3 separate regions of the Zea mays genome follow, and regions 2 and 3 are each linked to region 1. Evidence: chromatin contacts called from public Hi-C and HiChIP or PLAC-seq data. All regions are on one chromosome and are shown on one strand. The core of a region is the stretch at or near the end of the contact, and the rest is flanking DNA. Distances in the headings are between cores, read along the strand shown.

The links. A called contact is a pair of places that touch in the nucleus more often than the background predicts. HiChIP or PLAC-seq counts read pairs in DNA pulled down with a chosen protein or histone mark.
Region 2: a contact with region 1 is called in an H3K4me3 HiChIP or PLAC-seq map of leaf, with 4 times the contacts expected there. The contact joins the promoter of LOC100274392 here to the promoter of LOC606446 in region 1. A contact is called at or near these places in 3 of 25 Hi-C or Micro-C datasets (bundle sheath, endosperm and leaf) and 2 of 3 datasets of contacts at active chromatin or transcription factors (leaf and seedling).
Region 3: a contact with region 1 is called in a Hi-C map of endosperm, with 5 times the contacts expected there. The contact joins the promoter of LOC118472008 here to the promoter of LOC606446 in region 1. A contact is called at or near these places in 4 of 25 Hi-C or Micro-C datasets (ear, endosperm, leaf and 1 more).

The regions. Positions count from the first base shown.
Region 1 is chr5:51,758,715-51,763,219 of Zm-B73-REFERENCE-NAM-5.0, reverse strand. LOC606446 (glycosyltransferase) reads left to right here and starts at 2,125. Exons shown (of 3, transcript NM_001310741.1): 1 at 2,125-3,009; 2 at 3,101-3,649. The coding sequence starts at 2,168. It overlaps LOC100384394, which reads left to right. Exons shown (of 16, transcript NM_001362356.1): 16 at 1-120.
Region 2 is chr5:52,007,606-52,012,110 of Zm-B73-REFERENCE-NAM-5.0, reverse strand. LOC100274392 reads right to left here and starts at 1,763. Exons shown (of 1, transcript NM_001148752.1): 1 at 1-1,763. The coding sequence starts at 1,679. The coding sequence ends at 261.
Region 3 is chr5:51,564,825-51,569,329 of Zm-B73-REFERENCE-NAM-5.0, reverse strand. It overlaps LOC118472008, which reads right to left and starts at 2,119. Exons shown (of 2, transcript XM_035959033.1): 1 at 1,838-2,119; 2 at 1,404-1,745. The coding sequence starts at 1,840. The coding sequence ends at 1,530. It overlaps LOC100303964, which reads left to right and starts at 2,818. Exons shown (of 4, transcript NM_001364704.1): 1 at 2,818-3,034; 2 at 3,158-3,213; 3 at 4,414-4,455. The coding sequence starts at 3,022. It overlaps LOC103628194, which reads left to right. Exons shown (of 6, transcript XM_020538379.2): 6 at 1-1,308. The coding sequence ends at 869.

The DNA of each region.
Region 1 (4,505 bases), core at 876-3,375:
TAGAGCCATTGCTCAAGCTTTCACCAGACATCTGATTATGTAAAATCGACAAAATAGTGATGTTAGTGTTAAAGAATATACTGTGATGTTGTTTCTTCAAATGAGTATTTATTCGTTTGGAACAGCTGGAGAATGTGGGTTTGTCAATTATCAGCCCATGAAGAATATTTGGACCACCGTGGGGTGTTGTCCTGAGCATGGCTCCTTGTTTTGATTTTATAATGTCATGTATGTTGTGGCGCTGCAAAATCTGCTGTGATATGTTGCAAATATATTTTTGAAAGACGAACTTTTGAGAAATTAATTTGAAATAAACTTGTCCATCTGAGATTGGAGAATAATGTTCTTCTGTCCAGTCTAATAAGCATTATAATAACACTGTAGGTTCGCATGAAAAAGAAAAGGATCCTTGCAGGTTTCCTAAATTTGGATTACAAATCACACGGACAGCGTGCCCCAGTTAGGACGATCTTTCTTCGCCCGAATCAGATGCAGACACTCGTAGATCAGCCCTGTGAACGTATATACACACTCTATCTCTATAAAAATATTGAACTTATAAATCTTTCTATAAACATGTTAAAAACATTTAGCTTATAAATATTGAGATTGACGAAATTAATATAGATACATGGCCAAAACTATTAGGACGTTTGGTTCGAGGAATAAAGCGATCCATCACCATTTCACTCTACTGTTTTTTATGGAATAGACTAAATTAATCCATCACTATTCTATTTCTCAAAATATATTTATTAATTATTAGTACTAGTATAAGAAATTAGATTTTCTACTAAATTTAAAGAATAGACTTACTCTATATTTCGCGAATGAAACACACCGTAGTTATGTATTAAAAAATTGAACGTAAATGTAGTTATGCATATCTAAATTGAGCATAACTTTGTGCAGGAGCTAGGGCTGACCATGAGCCTTAGATTTTACATTACAAGATTTAAGGATCAAAATTGGATTGGTATCGTGCTCTAAATTTATTAATTTTAGACTAAATTAATATTTAGGATCTTAATAAATTATGAAGAAATATTTGAATTGTGATTCATTACTAGTAGCGCGGTCATCTGTACTTTATTGAACTATGGAATTTGGACTATACAGATTCTAGGAATTATGACCAGAGCTAGTCTGTACAAACATGGCTTCTTTATGGTCATTCGGGACAAAACCCCTGAACCGACGCTAAGGGGGTGTTTGGTTCTGTGGACTAAAGTTTAGCCCGGGTCACATCAAGCGTTTGACTTTCAAATAGGAGTATGAAATATAGACCCAACCAACTGTACTAGATTCGTCTCACTTTTTAATCTTTAGCTGAGAAATTAGTTTTATAATCCGATTACATTTAATACCCCAAACGGAGGTTCAAACATTCGATGTGATAGAGACTAAATTTTAGAGGGGCAAACCAAACACACACTAAGCACGAAAGTCAAACGCAGCTGGCACAGACCTGAAATCCCGCCGACGCCGGCAGCTGCCTATCTCAATCATTGAAAACGTGAGAAACACAAATCACTACCACACCTCTCAAGCAATTTATGTTTTTTTTATATCTTCATAAAATAAAAACACAAAATGACGACACGCGACACGGCAACACGCCGTCACGAACGCGCGAGTGTGTCCGGCGACCGACCCGCGGCCTGCTCCCGTACTCCAGCCCAATCCCAATCCCAATCCCAATCCCAATCCAACCTGTCCCGCCTCCCGCGCATGCCGCGCCGCCGACCCCGTCCGCGGCCTGCGGGTTCGGCATCCCGCCCCCACCTCCTCACCAAACTCCCCCAACCCGATCCCTCCGGACCGCGCCGCGCAGACGCGCACGCCTTGCATTTGGCTTCTTCGCGGCTTCAGCAGCGACCGCGTCCCCGCCCCCGTCGGGCACCAACCCAGCCCAACGCTCTCCCCCCTGCTCCTCCCCTTTTCCTCTGCCCACCAATTGATAGCTCACCTCACCTCCGCGCCCGTTGTTTCGTGCACCGTACTTCACCTCCCACCAACCTCTCCCCCTCAAAAACTATCCACCCCTCCACGGCTCCACCCCTACCCGCCGACGAGCGCGATCGATTGATTCGGTTCGAGCCGGGCGGAGGAGGAGGGAGCGCCGCGGGGCGGGGTGAGCCCACCAGATCCGACTACCGCAGCGGCTATGATGAAGTCGCTGCTGCCGCAGAGCCAGCTGCGGCGCTCGGCGGCGGCGGCCGCGCGGTCGTCGGCGGGCGGCGCCGCGGGGGCAGACGGGGCTATGTCCGACGGCGGCGGCGCGGGGCCGCGGGCGCCCGCCTCCTCCACCTTCTGGTTCCTGCTCCACGCGCTCTGCTGCCTCATCTCGCTCTTCCTCGGCTTCCGCTTCTCGCGTCTCCTCTTCTTCCTGCTCTTCTCCACCACCGCGCTCTACCGCTCCAGCACCTCCTCCTCCTCGGCCGCGGTCCTTCGCGCCACCACCACGACAACCACCACCACGACCACCACGACGACGACGACCAACACCTTCACGCTCTCCTTCGCCGCCGCCAACACTCCCCCTTCCACCCCCGCTAACCGCACCGCGCTGGATGTGGCCGACAAGGGGGCGGCGTCCGGGAACCCACAGAGTCACGTCGTGGTGGGGAGGCACGGGATTCGGATCCGGCCGTGGCCGCACCCGGACCCCGTCGAGGTGATGCGGGCGCACCGGATCATGGAGCGCGTGCAGGAGGAACAGCGCCGCTGGTACGGCGTCAAGGAGCCGAGGCAGGTGCTCGCCGTCACCCCGACCTACTCACGCGCGTTCCAGGCGCTCCACCTCACCGGCCTCCTCCACTCACTCCGCAACGTGCCGTACCCGCTCACCTGGATCGTCGTCGAGGCAGGCGGCACCACCAACGCCACGGCGTCAATGCTTGCGCGCTCTGGCCTCACTTTCGTTCACATCCCCTTCCCTGACCGCATGCCCCACGACTGGGCCGACCGCCACGCCACTGAGAACCGGATGCGCCTCCACGCCCTACGGTATGTATGGTTCCCTTACTACTTCCTCAGCTAGCTAGCATAGTATTTATGGAAAGACGGCGGTTGATGAAGGACAGGTTTCCTTGCGCAGCGTGATCCGCGAGAGGAAGATGGATGGCGTAGTTGTTTTCACCGACGACAGCAATGTTCATAGCATGGAGCTGTTCGATGAGGTGCAGAAGGTCCAGTGGATGGGTGCTGTATCCGTCGGAATCCTTGCGCATACTGGCACGGCAGACCAACTACGGCTCAGCGAGGAGGACAAGCAGAATATGCCTCTTCCAGTCCAGGGCCCTGCTTGCAACTCCTCAGGGCATCTGATTGGATGGCACACGTTCAACTCATTGCCCTTCTCTGGGAAGACGGCCACAGTTGTTGGTGAAGCAGCCCCTGTTCTGCCCAGGGGTTTGGAGTGGGCTGGTTTTGTGTTGAACTCAAGGATGCTGTGGAAGGAGGCTGACGGCAAGCCTGACTGGGTGAAGGATCTTGATGCTGTGGGCGAGAATGGCGAGGAGATTGAGAACCCACTTACTCTGTTGAATGATCCGTCCTCTGTTGAGCCACTGGGCAACTGTGGGAAGAAGGTCCTACTGTGGTGGCTTCGTGTTGAAGCACGGGCTGATAGCAAGTTTCCTGAAGGGTGAGTTTTTTTTTTACATTCCAAGTTTTTGTTACCAGCTATGCTATTGGGGAAGTTTATTTTGTTAGATTCAAGATTCAGACATCTAGACTCATCCCCCCACCTTGTTATAAGTTAAGTTAGGCCTTATCTGACTTAGCTAGGTTCACGGCTCAAAATCTCCAACGAATGCATGTGGCAACTGGATATAAACCAACTGTCTAATAGCTACCCAGCAACTGAAACTGTTGGCCCTGTTTAGCTGAGCTCCATCTTCAAGATACATGTGGACCACGCCAGGTTTGCATTTTGTATGCTATAATAAATCTCCTTAAATAACCAGTTTCAGTCTTTAAATAAAATCAGACACCTCAACACTCCCGATGTACACCATACCTTAGCTCCACACATCCTGCCAGGCAGGCCCTTTGTTACGTTTAATTCTTATATGGATTTTATCATATTGAATGTAATTGCACTGAGATAACTATGTCATGAACAACTGCTTTACAGTGGTCTCTTAATACCTCAAGTAATATAGTTGAGTAAAATGCATTCTTGGTACTTAAACTTGTCTCTTCAATTCGGTCCATAAACTAATAATTTATGTCTTTTAGGGGCCTAATCTCTGTTCGGGTCTCGGTTAGGCCCTAACGGACCCAATCAAACCCGTTACGACTGAAACAGCTCTTCTTCGTTAAACCGACGTAGGGAGGGGGAAGCCGACGATGTGGGGACCGTTCGCCTCCATCGATGGTACCACGCTCATGTTGTTCCGCACAGCCGTCGTTTCTGTGCTCGCCACCTCCCCGTCCCGCCTGCTCTCGTCCCTCATGCTCGCGGGGGCCCAACCTCACAGAGGCCGACCTCGTGGTCC
Region 2 (4,505 bases), core at 514-3,013, 250 kb before region 1:
TGAGGCAACAAACAAAACCCCTTATTCCTCTCACTATATTAAAGTGTAAGCTTTTTAAATAATTTTAAATGCATAATCGTGTTTTATAACATATCTAGATAGTGTGCATATCTAAACGAATAGAAAAGGTTTATCTAGTTGAAAAGCTAGAATATGGTAGTATAATTTAAAAGGAAGAAAGTGCAAGTTGATTTTTCATCACATGATAGACTCCGTAAAAGACCCGTTTCTCCATATTTGATTAGATCGAGTTGTCGCTCTCATGTCCTCTGGTGGAGCCACGCGATAGCATCCGCGAAGCACTTCCTGTACCTCTTCATGGCAGCCGGCTGTAGAGAGACCCCAACCTCTATCCCGCCGTTACCATCCCAACTCTCCGCCACCGCCACTGCGCCGGTCCTCGCCACGGACACGACATCCACCTTCGCCGGCCGGCCGAATCCGAAGTCCATATCGTAGACGCGGAACCTCGGCGAACCGGCCACGGTCAGAAAACCCATCGGGATTAAATCCCTGATGCGGTCAAACCACACCTCCACGTTTGATGTCTCGATGTCGCGTACAGCTTCGTCGATGGAGGAGGCGACGGCGGCGCACGCGCTAAAGAACCCGCCTGCGCCGGCCTGGGCCAGCTCGCCTGTTGGTGCCAGCGCGAACGCTGGGCCGACGCAGTTGCCGAGGTACTTGTCCGGCAGGGGAGGCTCCATCCGCGAGCGGTGGTCGACGGGAAAGGCCATGCAGGTCATAGGGAACTCTCCGGCGCCGCTGCTGGCCTCCTTGGCTTGCTGGTAGCACGACCAGACGAAGCCGAAGGTGGCAACTAGAGAGGAGCACCGGGGCGGCGCGACGCCGCGCCTCGCAGCCTCCTCGGCCACAGCGTCCTTGATGCGCTTCAGTTCGTCCTTGGACAGCGCGAACGTAGCGAAGAGCTGGTCGGCGGACATCTTGACGAACTCGTACTCTTCAGTGCTCGGCGCTCCTTGGATGAAGACGTCGTACATGCGCCTTGGGTCGGCGATGAGTGACCGGTCGATGACAGGCGGCGGCGGCGGCGGCGCTTCTGCGCCGGCTCTGCAGGCGACCGCCCAGGTGTGCAGGAAATGCGTGGAGCCCGAGCCGTCGCAGGCGGCGTGGTGCACGGTGACGCCGATGGAGAGGCCGCGGCGCGCGGGAAGGAGCGTGGCCTGGACGGCGAACAGCCCGCCGCGCTCCGGCAGCGGCGGCACGAGCGTGGCGATCTTGGCAACCTCGCGGGGCTCGTCGGTGGCGAGGGCGTCGAAGTGCGCGTCCGCGTCATCGTCGTCGCACTCGGCGACGGTGAAGGTGACGGCGTCACCCGGGCGGTAGTGCAGCTCGTAGCGGTCGGACGTGCCGGGGGTGAGGCGGAGGCGGCCGGCGAGAGGGTAGAAGGCGCGGACGGCCTGGTGCAAGGAGTCCCGGAGTCTGGAGATGATGGCGTCGACGTCAGCGTCGGGGGCGAGGCGGTAGATGAAGAGGCGCTCGACGGGCGGGGAGTGCAGCCAGAAGATGTCCAAGAAGGTGAGCGGGAGCGAGGTCTCCGGTGGTGACGGAGACGGCGGCACGAGGGTGGTGTCGCGGACGCGGACGCGGAGGCGAGGAGACGGCAAGGGAGACCCTACCCCTGCAGGTGGCTGCTGCTGGTCCGGCGACACGGCCATGGCGGCGCAGCGGCCAATGGTATCAACGTCGGACTTGGACGAGCGAGCTTGCGTCAGGCAGTGTGTGGCAATTGGACTGAATAGTTGGACCGATGCCAGATGGTATGGGAGGCCATGTGAGGTTGATATAGATAGGGCTCAGTTCGTCAGTGTTTGCTGTTGCTGCTGGAAAAAATTGCCGCCTCCCCAGCACCAGCAGCCTTCCTGTGAGTTTCGTCTGCTCGCCTACCCGTCGCACTGATCTTCTGGACGGTACGTTGCGTCATCCATGACCACAAAACGTCACCGAATTCACTTTCTTTTTTCGAATAAAGAAAAAAGAGAGAAAACTAGAAACGAACACACATCTTTCTGTTCCAACTATTTTATAATTTATTTGCTGCACCACTTCTAAGGAGTGTTTATTGATATTCATTTTTTTCAGAAGAGATTATAGGTTGTTGGGTTTCCTGACTAAAGTTTAATTCGTGTCACCTTTGGAGCGAACTGCGAAGGCACGCGCACATGTCTCATCTCGATGAAGCCGATCGGCGAAAAAAGGAATCTGATAGCTTCGTTTGAGACCGTTTGTAGAAGGTGTGCACACGCTACACACTCGTGCAGTCGTGCTACACATGCTCTCTGGAACAATCTTTTTTATATATAATAACGAATAACGATACGTATCCGATCATCTTGCTTACGACGCGAGAAAAAAAAAATCAGTTACATGGCTGGGAGTTCGTAGAAATAAATATCAGCTCGCGTAGCAGATCACATCTCGTTTATTACCTCCGGTAATTCTTTACGTTTATCTAGGCTAGCCTGCCTCTGCCTTCCACGGCGAGAGGAAAAGTCTCCCTCCCTTTTCGTTTTCGTCACCACATGACGATACCTCCTCCACCTGTGCTGCTTGACACAGAAAGAAGGGAACAAAATACGTATGATATTTGCCAGATATGGGAATATACTAATATAGAAACTCCGATAATGAGGAAAATCGATAGATGTGGGCCATCTGCCAGATATGCATGGAACCTTCTTTCAAGTACCGTCAATGTCGACCTAGCTGAGCAGTACGTGACTGCGCAGGGAGTAGCTTGCGCAAGTAATATGCTTGCTTTTACAATTGACAAGGTGAAAACTCCGTTCGAAACAACGCATTGTGGCCAAGCCAAATGCGTAGGCCTACTGGCAGATCTGGAGTTCTGGACCTCGGAGAGTCTCAGAGCGAGAGTTTGGCAAAAAGCACTCTTCTTCTTTTACCTTTAATTCTCTAGCTACGTGGCCTGTCACTACTAACGTTTCTATTAGCCTGCACCTAAGCCTTCTAATGGCAAAAAAACTCAACCCACATCCAACCCACACCAAATTTAGTAATTTTGACATCCATCCCACATCCAACCAAAAACATGAGGAAATTAAATCCAATCCACCCAATAACATTATTGACCCTAAACCAATCCATAAGGCTTTGTTCGGTTAGCTCTCAATCCATATGGATTGAGTGAGATTGGATGAGTTTGAATCCTAAACAAGTCAAACTTCTTATCAATTTTTTCCAATCTCATCCAATCCATGTGTATTGGGAATAACCGAACAAGGCCTAATTGGGTGGAAAACCATAGAAAACACGCGGGTTTAGCTTGTTAAGGCAACAGCATACACAGTGACATTGAAGCTACCTGTAAATTTGTCACTGTGTATGATGCTGCTTTAACAAGCTGAACCCATGGGGTTTCCATGAGTTTCCACCCAGTTATGGATTAGTTTAGGGTCAATAATGTTAAGTAAATAAATTATAGTAGAACTTCAGCCAAATTAAGTCGATAATTTATAGTTAAAGGCACATGTTTGGTTAGATGCTAGATTGCATAAAAGCTGCGCATATGCCTTCATGCTCCAGTAAGTCAACAAAGAAATACAGATAATTAAAGAAATGCATATATAGATGCGAGCAGGGGGGCTACCGTGGTACTGTGCTACCGTTGTCGTGCTTAGCTACCGTCGTCGTGTTGTGCTACCGTCGTCGTCGCGCAGGGGGCTCGGCGTCTAAGGGGATGGAGCACGACCCGTGCTGGCGAGCAGGCAGGAGAGAAGCGGCCTGTGCTGGCGAGCAGGCAGGAGAGGAGTGGTGGAGCAGGGATGGAGCATGGAGAGAGGAGCGGAACGCGCCAGGGCGGGATGGAGCACGGGAGAGGAGTCGCCAGCCGCCAGTGCGGGATGCGCACATCCGCTAGGGCGGGAGAGGAGCACTGAGTGCAACACGAGGATGAAGCACGGGAGTTAGGGTTGAGTACTTGAGTTGGGTCTGTAAGACTGTAAGTCTGCTGGGACTTGGACACTTGGTAGTCGAATATGGTCCATACGTATGGGTGAAGACCCATGGAAGCCCATGTCTATGCAAACCCATCTACACCCATGGGTATCAACCATTTTGACCCGCAATACAAAATAAACCCAACAACCCGTTCACAATTAAAACCCATCACAACCCATCAAAACAAACTCATTTCTTAAAACCACCTAAAATATTACAGGCCTACATACGGATGGGTGAAGACCCATGAAAGCCCATGTCTATGCAAACCCATCTACACCCATGGGTATCAACCATTTTGACCCGCAATACAAAATAAACCCACCCAACCCAACCCGGTCACAATTAAAACCCATCACAACCCACCAAAACGAATCAATTTCTTAAACCCACCTAAAATAATCGTTTACACCCACCCCATTTGCAGCCCTTCCTGCATCGTGCTCCATCTCTCATGTCCGGAGGAATATACACTACAAGGTTGTTTGCACTCGTCTACTGCAAAGCTAACTGCGGTAACATTTTTA
Region 3 (4,505 bases), core at 870-3,369, 190 kb after region 1:
CTGATCTGGGATACCCGGTGCAGAAAGGACAAGGAGACCCAGAGAGGGCACTTACTATGCTGCCTCCTTATGTTGAACCAAAGTCTAACATGCAACCTGTGAATGATGATCCTGAAAAGCAAACTCCAAGTGGTTACAGAAAGCCCAACATCCCTGGACAAACTGATCACTTGGAAAACAAAAATGTGCTTCGACCTGTTTCTGTCAGAAGGAGAACTGCAAAGCTGCCAGCACCTGTTGATGCTTATGTTGAGGTGCCTAACAATGCGAAGGTCACAAGCCAAACACCCAAAAGTCACAGAAGCCACTCAAGCAGGAGGAATGGTGCTAAAGATGACCAGAACCGGAAATGTAATGGGACTGATGATGTTGGTAGCGAGACGAATGCTCAGATAACTCCAAGTAGCCAATCAAAGCACGTAGGCAGGAGGAATGGAGCTTTAAACCACAAGAACAACTCTGGCAGGTTGATGCAGCGTATGCAACCTGAAGCAGCTGAGACTGCTATTGATTGTGGTAATCTCTTGCCTCGAAATGCAAATGGACAGATGCGACACAACAGCGGGCGCGGTGGAGACATGGATGAGGAGGAAAGGATGATGGACAAGCTTTTGATGCACTATAGCAAGAAAGGTTCGGATCTGACCAACAATGAAACACATACAGATGCTGCGCAGAAGGTTTCCTTGCATCCCACGGGTAGAGCTATCTCGCTACCACCTGAATCTGTTGGCCCGAGCAAAGATGCGAAGGTTCCTGCTCGATGCACATCACTTCAGCCGGAAGGTCCTAGGAGTGCGCATGTTCACCCAAAAATGCCAGACTTCGATGAATTGGCTGCTCGGGTCAAGGCTCTGAGGAAGGCTTGAGGTGGCATAACATGATCTCTGGCTTGTGTACACGTTCTTTCAGCTGAAGAGTTGATCCTTGGTTGACAGTTCCCTGCAAGACACAACCACACAGAGTCGTGCTTTGATGTGCAGTTCCTATTAGAGATTAAACAGATTTGTGTATGAGTTTACTCTTTTTTTTGTCTGTTAGACGTTTTTTACAGTGCTCTTGTTATAGGTTTTACTTCAAACCAGGTGTTTGTCTAGGGTGTTTGTCTAGAATAGGAGCACTGGTTTCAGTTAACACGATATATATAATAGGATTGATAGGGATCCCATTGCTTTTTCTTTATTTGATTGGTAGGGATTTGATTGGATATAATGTACCTGGAAATCGCATTGGCTAAAATGTGTAAATGATGATAAATTTGCAGGGATGCTTTCTCTTCAACTGCTTATATAGATCTGTACGTTTGTTTGCTGGAGGTACACTTTTCCCGTAACGCTGAATAATTTTGTCTGCGAAATTTTGTCGGATTGTTAAAACTTGTCGTTTAGCTGTAATGCCTTGACTTGAGAGGTGAGGTAAAGGGTCAGCATTGCAATTCAAGTTTCCTGCTACAAATTTCAAGGTGAATTTTCTCCGAACAATGGAGTCCACTTCCCCTCTCTCTAGCTCTAGCTAGGCAACCGAATCTACTAGCAGAGGCAGCGCATGACGCCGACGACGAAGCTGGCGATGCAGTCCTGTCCGCGGCCGTGGAGCGCGTCGTCTCGGACGAGGCGCTCCAGGCCCCGGTTCCTGGGCAGTGCGCCGGCGCGGTGCAGGATCGTTGCCACCGCGACCGCCGGCCCACCTTCCACCACGCGCGCCGCGAACCGAACCACCGGCCTGAGGAACAGCGGGAGCAGGGCCTGCACGAGCACGAGTGTCGTCAGACAACATAAGGCCTCGCGTCGCGTCTTCAGCAGCACAGCCAAGAAGACACATGTATACAGACGCTCACCATGAGTTAGCGGTGTCTACTGGCAATGTCGCAGCTGGATGGAGGCGTCAGGCTTCGCCAATTGGCAACGAAGATGGCGACACCTCTAGAGCGGCGGGCGGGCGGCCGGCCGAAATGCAGGCTACTTGAAGGCGACGGCTCTTGGCCAGAGCTTCACGGGGGTGTGTGTAAATATAAATATACACGGGAACGGGATCAAAAGCCTGAGCCGGCGAACGCATGCAAGGCGTGGCCGCGTGGGCCGTGGCCGTCAGAAGTGAGATGCATGCGCGCGTATCCCCATGGCGACGCAAACCGGGTGGCGGTGGCTGTGGCACTGGTTCGGTTCGTACTGGTCCGGGGGGCGCCCACCGTGCCGGCCGCGCCGTACTACGGACAAGGAACGGGCGGCCTGGGCTGCTGCGGAACTACTACGCTACGCCATGCCTTTGAGAATCTCGCGGGGGGCATTGCGCATCTGCCTCTCTGCGTGCCGTGCAGCCCGCCCATGCCGGCCGTCACACACCCGTCGCGTCTCCTTTTCGGCGTCCGTGTTCCTCGTAGCCACCCTGCGACCTGCGTACAGCAGCAGGCAGCGGGGTTGGTTTTCCGTCCACATTTTTCATTCATTCCTTGGAGGTTTCGTACAAAATCATGGATGTGTGTACTAGGACTTTCGATGGATATACATGTACGCCGTACCGTCCACGTACGGTGACTGACTTGTCTGGGACGTCCAAAATGGAAGTCTGGAAAAACTTTGGATAAGTATACAGTAGTCACATGAACAATGCTGAACGAAGATTTTAACAGGAAGCAGTTTCTGGCCTGCACTGCGCACACCACAGTCCACACGCGCGCGGCACCAAAAAAGAAAAGATAAATTACAGCACATTCTGGGCCGAAAGAGCCCATGCGACGACCAAAAAGGTCATTGTTCATGGCCCATCAGCCGCGTACCAGAAAAGGCCTGGCCCATGTTTCCCTGACCAAAAGATTCCCACTTGGACGGGCTCGCGTCTCGCGCACGCAGCTTTCTACTGCCATCCTCCGTGTATGTATATATCGTCACGCGCGAGCCTTGTCACCCGTCTTCTCTCCGCCTCGCGCACCCGGTTCCGCGTGCCTTTCCCCACCTACTCTCGCGGCTCTCGCCAGCCAGTCTAGGGTTTCGGTCCCGGCGTGCTTATCCGCCCCCGCCGGCCATGTCGAAGCAAGGTGCGTTCCTATCCTTGTTGGATCCGGTCATTGTTTGGTGCCGATTGGTTGGGTTTTTTTTTGCCTATCGAGGGGGTCTGACGAGACGGCCGGGTCCGGGCCGGGGTGGGTTTTGCTTTGCAGGAGGGAAGGCCAAGCCGCTGAAGGCGCCCAAGGCCGACAAGAAGGAGTACGACGAGGTATGCTGGACTTTGCTTTCGTTTCATTACGCTGTCCTCGATTAGCGATCTGCGCCTATGACATGCCTAACCGTAGGCGTAGAGTATGGGTAGGGTTTGACCGTGTCAGGTCTTTGTTCGTTTACACCAATCCAGCTCTGTATTAGCATGGATTGGAATTAAATCCATGTCACAATCCATGCCCTAAAATAATCTAAGCCTACTCAATTTTTTTATTCGGTTAAACCCATCATGGATTATAACCAAAAGGTTTGGAAATTTTTTAAACTATAGGAGGCATGTATTCTATCCATAGCTCATTAGGTATGAAACAAATCCATGAAGATATTGCACAAGTTTATATTAGAATCTATGGATCAAAAGAATACTAGCTTTGAGAGATACATGGATTAAAGGATGGATTTAATCCCACCATTGGGATTGGGTGTGAGGTATGGATTCACCTAATTCAGACCTAGATTAAATCCATGGTGGGATTTTATCCCTTGTAACTGAACAAAGACTTAGTGTTTTTATAAAGGGATGGCTTCATGTTTCGTGCTTAGTTTGTATTTAAAATCCTGGAGAGGGTGAAGGGAACTTTGCGATGTCGAATGATAGGTGTCAGGACTTTGTGATTAGGTTGCCATGTTAGATGTTCTCCTGACATGTTTTTTAACAGATATATGCAAGTCAGTGGATTGATCATGTATAGAGCAGCTAGGACAGTTTCAAAAACATGCATCTATTAATCTCTTTTTTCCTTTCTGCGGTACTGCAACATTGGCTTCCTGTATTCCAAAAGCTGGTGGGAACTTCATCTGAAACATTAATTGTTTTTTTACTGTCCTTGTACCTATTGTTTGCTTCAATGACACTGCCCAATGCTGTGGCGTCTCGAATTTCAGAGTAAATGTCATGGTACAGCAGGGTAGATATGCTAGCGATTGTTGTACAAGTTTGTATGGTTGTCAAGTTCAACACTGCTGAATCCCATGATCATTTTAAATGTTGTCTAACACATATTAAAAAAAGGTGAGGACCGAATGGGAGATCTGACTTAGAAAATGGCCTTGTCGTCAAAATTATAAGCAATCCTTTTCCTTTCTTACGTGGAGTAGTTAGCGAACAATTAGTAGTGGGTGCCATTTGAGCAGCTTCGATGATCAGTCCACAATCGATCTCTCTACTTGACATTATTTCGGTATGCTTCCTGTGCAGACGGATCTTGCATATCTGCAGAAGAAGAAAGATGAGGAAAAAGTGAGAATTTAGTGGCCAATTTTATTATTTGGTATCTTGTTCCATTCTGC